Linked DNA regions of Zea mays: region 2 is linked to region 1. The links are chromatin contacts, called in public Hi-C maps. All regions are on one chromosome and are shown on one strand. Each heading gives the region's core, a stretch centred on a gene start, on an enhancer-like site or on the middle of the called end of the contact. The rest is flanking DNA. Distances are from core to core; before and after follow the strand shown. Region 1 holds the start of LOC103653403 (Protein SUPPRESSOR OF MAX2 1). Region 2 has its middle 67 kb from the start of LOC100304412.

Evidence for each region. A called contact is a pair of places that touch in the nucleus more often than the background predicts.
Region 2: a Hi-C map of leaf shows a contact between it and region 1, with 2.5 times the contacts expected there. The contact joins the enhancer-like site here to the promoter of LOC103653403 in region 1. A contact is called at or near these places in 10 of 25 Hi-C or Micro-C datasets (bundle sheath, ear, leaf and 3 more) and 1 of 3 datasets of contacts at active chromatin or transcription factors (seedling).

What each region holds. Positions count from the first base shown.
Region 1 is chr4:74,966,317-74,969,098 of Zm-B73-REFERENCE-NAM-5.0, forward strand. LOC103653403 (Protein SUPPRESSOR OF MAX2 1) reads right to left here and starts at 1,338. Exons shown (of 3, transcript XM_008680320.4): 1 at 1-1,338. The coding sequence starts at 1,014. It also overlaps the pseudogene LOC103655348.
Region 2 is chr4:75,078,306-75,081,087 of Zm-B73-REFERENCE-NAM-5.0, forward strand. No RefSeq gene overlaps it. Among protein-coding and RNA genes, the nearest start is that of LOC100304412, 67 kb to the right of the region's middle. Within about 2 kb of position 1,441, at least 18 of the 20 cell types and tissues checked have an H3K27ac peak or open chromatin away from gene starts, as enhancers often do. A contact at or near this core is called in bundle sheath, ear, leaf and 3 more, where this site is marked.

The DNA of each region.
Region 1 (2,782 bases), core at 88-2,587:
TGACGCTGCTGCCGCCGGCCCGTCCACCAGCCACTTGAGATCGCCAAGATCAAGGACCACGGCGCCGTGGTCAGCGAGGATCCTCTGGACCATCGCGCCCAGGTCCCCGATCCTCGCCGCCATGGCGGCCTTGTCGCCGGCGAGCTTGGCGAGGTCCGCCTCGAGCGGCAAGACCTTCGCTCCGGCGAGAGCATGGGAGTCAGACGTCGGGATCCTGCGTACCGCCTCCCTCAGCACCGCATCTGGCCCGGCGTCGCCGACCAGCACCGGGTTGCGGCGCGCCGGCTTGAGCATGACGTCGAGCACCTTGCGTACGTCGTCCCTGCCGCCGCCAACGCCTGCGGCGGCAGCGAGGCGAGGGTTGATGTAGGCGTTGGTTGGGCCGACTCGCGGGAACGGAGAGGGGGACGGGGCCACAGGCGTAGTCGCGGCGACAGTCGGGGTGGACACGACGGCGGCGGCGGAGGGCGACGGGAGCGACTGCTCGATGGTGGTCTTGACGGCTGCGGACGAGAAGGAGGCCTCGCGCATGACGCGGCTGACTGACGGGTCATCGAGGATGGAGAGGACGAGCTGCTCGAGCTCGACCTTGACGGCGAGCAGCGGCTGCTGCGCGGCCTCGGGGCACCCCCGGCGCTGCTGCGCCTGCGCGCGCTTGAGCGCCGCAACGAGCGCGTTCGACACGGGCGGCCCCGACGCATGCGCCGCTGCCGAGGCCGCGGCCGCGGCCGGCAGCCTGTCGAGGGCGACGGAGAAGCAGAGCTCGAGGGCGCGGCACTGCAGCGGGTGAGCGCCGCCGGCGCCACCAGCGGCGCCAGGTCCAGCACCGGTGGCGGCCGCGCGAGCGCACGCCTGGCGCAGCAGACCGGCCGGCGCGGCGAGCAGCGCGGCGGCGACGTGGAGCGGCGTGGTCTGGCCGTGCCTCCTCCGCGCGGCCTCGTCGATGGCCCGCGCCAGCGCCGCCGCCGCCTCCGGCGTGAGCGTCTGCTGGATGGTGCTGAGATCCGCCCTCATCGCTGCCGCCCGCCGCTCATCAATCGATCGGAGAGCGCACCGAAAAGGAATCCCCTTTTGGCTGGGTGACCAGGTAGTAGTTGTTGCTCGGCGCCGCCCTGGAAGTCGGAGGACGTCGGCGCCTCCGAGGGTGGAAAAAGGAGAGGCTTGGAGGGGAGCGGAGGGGGTAGTATCGAGAGAGAGAGAGAGAGAGAGAGAGAGAAGGAGGGAGTCCGGTGAGAGCAGAGAAGGCGAGAACTGAAGTAGTAGTAGGCTAGTAGCAGAGGAGGGGCGAGAAAGGGAGGCGAATAGAATCTTCGTCTCCTACAACATCTTCCCGACGTCGCATTTTACCACGACACCATCTTGTTTTTACCCACGCGATCCATGGAAGGAGGCGAACAGATTTTTTTTTCCTTGTTTTTTTTCTGTTATTATAAATAAATTGTGTACTCATCCGGCGCGAATTAGTATTTGCATTAGCTCTTAGGCTAGCCGCAGTGAATGACTAGAACCGGAACGCTATGCGGATAGAGTTAACGTGAGTGCTGCAGCCGTGTACTGGGACCGGTACGCTAAGGCAAGCAAGCAAACCGGAAACCTTAAATGTAGAGTTGCAGCAACGTCTACTGCATACGTCTGCTCCGTGCACCAGGAGAGAGGCGGGGCCGGAGGCAGCAAAGGTTGTGGGACCCGAGGCGGGGCACCAGGAGAGAGAAATAATAGAATATATGGTATAGAGTAAACATGAGTGCGGAGGATTGTGATATAGAGTAAAGAATTTTGCTGACCAGGACAGAATATTCTTTTTAGGGTAGAAATTTAGAGTAGTATGAGTGCGGATAGCCTTAGAGCCTATAGTTAGGAACTCTTTGGAAGGGTTTCACTTTAAAAAGTTTAGGTATACTTTAGTTTTTTCTATCTAAATAGGTCTAAAGTTCTAGCTTTTAAAAAATAAACTAGAGACCATCTTCAAAAAAATTACGAAGCTCCTCAAAGGAAGTTTCAAAAACACTATATTCAGAGGCGAATTTAGAGGGTTGTCGGATCAGCCGACCCCGAATCTTTACTACTAATTAAGTATGTACTGTAGGCGTCCACTGGTGCACATTCTGCCGGCTCCCGCCTCGCCCGCGGATCCCCACCCTCCTCCCCAACGCCCGTGAATCCCTCACCCTCCTCCCCACCGCCGCCGCTCGACCACGGTTTCGTCGCACTCCTTCCTTCGAGCGCTCCTCGCATCCCGCTCGCCCGCCGCGCTCGATTCCTCCTTCCTTCGATGGCGCTCCTCGCATCCCGCCCGCCCACCGCGCTCGGCCGGCTCACCAACCTCCGCGCGCTTTCGCTCTGCTCCAACCGCGTCCTCGGGACCATCCCCAACAACGTGCTCCAGCTGCCGGGCCTCAAGGCGTTGTTCCTGCAGCACAACCTGCTGTCCGGCCCCATCCCGCCGGGAATCCAGAGGCTCGGCGGCCTCGAGCGCCTGGTCCTCTCCTACTTGTCGGGTCCCATCCCCTTCACGCTCAACAGCCTCACCGCGCTACGCGTGCTCAGGCTCGACGGCAACCGCCTCTCCGGGAGCATTCCCAGCATCAGCATCGCGGGTCTCGGCTCCTTCGATGTCTCCGACAACAACCTCAACGGCCCCATCCCCAAATCGCTCTCGCACTTCCCACGGGAATCCTTCGTCGGGAACCTCCAGCTCTGCGGGGACCCGCTTCCGCCCTGCAGCAGCCCGTTCTTTCCCCCAGCGCCGTCGCCCGGCGGGCCCGGCCCCGCGCCGGGCTCA
Region 2 (2,782 bases), core at 191-2,690, 110 kb after region 1:
TATAATAAAAAAGTGAAAAATTATCTTTATATGTATTCGAATTTTATATCTATCATTTGAGAAGATATATGATAAATTTAAGGTTTACTTTTTACGAAACTTTACAAGCTCAATGCTAAAAATAAGGATATAAATTTATATATCGGATTTTATTCTATTTTATTCACAATCAAAAAAAAAAGATCAAACCCGAATAAGTATCCGCCATTTTCACCCGTAGCCCTAACCTATCTAAAACCCTCGTGTCTCTCCTGCCCAACCCTTTTAAACATTCTTTGACACTTATCCCTTCATCTAAACCAGAAAACTAGGACAATGAACATAATCCTCTAAACCAAACATGAAACGGATTAAACTCATTAAAAAAACAAGGTTAAGTCTAACCAATACATTAGGTGCCAAAATCAAGCACACGCTTTGTACAGCAGTACAATTAAACCACTACTTAATTTATTTAGGCAACAGAAATTTATATAGAAAATTTGTAAAAAAGTTAGTTTATTTTTCACAACAAAAACGTTGAAACGGAAAAATCCCACATTTTAAAGCAGACCTTAGGGCATGTTTGGTGTGGTGCCTACGCGGCCACACCGCGTCTAACCCGCGGCAGCCAAATCGGTTGCCACACCCGCGGCTTGAAAAGTGTGGCACGGTGTGGCGGCGTAGGCACCACACTAAACATGCCTTTAGTCTTCTGGCACGGTCTTCCCTAACATATTTAGGTTATTTTCATTCCTAGCAAGCCACGTCACTATCGATCAGTCTATATCTACCATCATAAGCTCTTATCTAACAGAACTATCAGAACATTACAGTGACCAAACTTTACTGTTAGCCTACAACCATTTTAGCGCCACGTCAAATTTTCTTTTGCAGATTTTTGTTGCAAATTAATCAATTGCGATGTTTTATTGAAGGAAAAAATCATTGAACACATAAATAAGTAAATGAAAATATTGTAGTTCATAATAGGAATAAAAAATTGCATTACTTAATTAATATATGCCTAAGGTCGTCAACAGTGGGACGACGATTGTACTTTACCGCGAAACATGCGATAACACATCTACATCTACATAACAGTTCGAGACCCTAAAGAAGGTAACAACCACTACTCGAACCCACCGGTCTCACCGTGGCAATACAGGCGACAGGCCGAGTGAACCTCTCGCCGCTACATCTATGTCGATCAATATCGACCGTCGAGAGATATCAACCGCAACGTGGAGCAGCCTTCACCCCAAGAGAGTCAAGAAGGAAGGAGAGTGGTTGCAATTAGGCAGGCGCACGCGTATATATCTGCTATAGTACGGCATTGGTCTAGTCCGGGCCGGGCGAGGTCAAGCTAGCAGCAGCAGGTCGGCGTCGCCGTCGGAGGCTGCACGCCACCACTGCACGTATATTGCTGCTGGTGCCCGCCAAAACCCGTTTTCTGCCAGCGAGCACACACGTACGACGCGCGCGCCTTTCCTGCTGTCCTGCCATCCCCGCCGTCTCCCCAGTCCCCACGCGGTTTCCACACAGGAAAAATTGAGCAGGCCGACCAAACATGACACCGGCCAGTGTGGCGACAACATGCAGGGAACGAAGAGAAAGGTCCCTTGCCTTATACTTATACCACCGTACCACGTGGGAAAGGGTTTCAGTTACCACCGATATCGGGGGGGGGGGGGGGGGGGGGGGGGGGGGGGGCTTGTCATCCAACTGCCGGCGTGGAAACGACGCATGCACGGGTCTTTGCATATGGCGCGAGCGCGATGGATTTTCTTTATTTTTCTCTCGCTACCGAATTCATAGCTCTCTTGGATGCCTGCATGTGTGTACATTCCAGTTTACATATATATATATAATATATATATATATATGGGTTATATTATGTGGGGGAAGGGGTTGGTCGTAATATACGTTGTCAGCTAGCGCAGGCCGACATACTTACTTGTCCGCCATGTGGCAGATGTCCCAGACATGTTAGATATGACATGTAGGCTTTAAGTACGTCAGCCAGCATAGACCCATGTTCTTAAGTAGACCACATGGCAGATACGTCGGGTAGGCTGGACATGTCACGTGGCGTTAAATATGTCGAGTAATCAACGTGCTTATCCTACGTGGCTTAAGTACGTCGACTAACCTACGCTCTTAGTTTATTCTTTTTAAAATATATATAATACTTATTCTGGCTCGCTCCCCGGATGGGAAGCCTCCATAATAGGCATACAACAACAAACACAGTATCACACACAACAATTTATTGAGTACATCACATATATCGGCCAAACATACAAGTCCAAACAAATTGGTCCACAAGTCTAAACATAGTCCAAATATTGGTCACTATAGAGGTGAATCATTGGAAGGCCCGCTACTCGCGCTGAACAAATGGTCCACAGGTTCGTATTGTTTTCTTTAGTTCGACGTGAACCCGGACCCTACAAGAGATATAACACACATGTTAGATCCTCGTGTAGATTGAAACACATAGCAAATGTATATCAGTTATTAAAAAATCATTATATTAGCTAGTTAATCTTAGACTTAGCTCGAATTACTACACTTTCTGTAACTAAAGCTCAAATTACTCAAATTTGATAGAACATTTTACAAGACATGCACGACATGGTATGATGATCCTTTGGTTGACAACAATAAACAACTATCGTGTTGCACAGGGGAAACATGGATAGTTTACTCCTGATGAGGACAAATCATTTTGCTTAAATTAGTGAAACAGAGTCACTAGGCTAGAGGTATTATTGCAAAGCTACTACCTTCGTGGATGGAT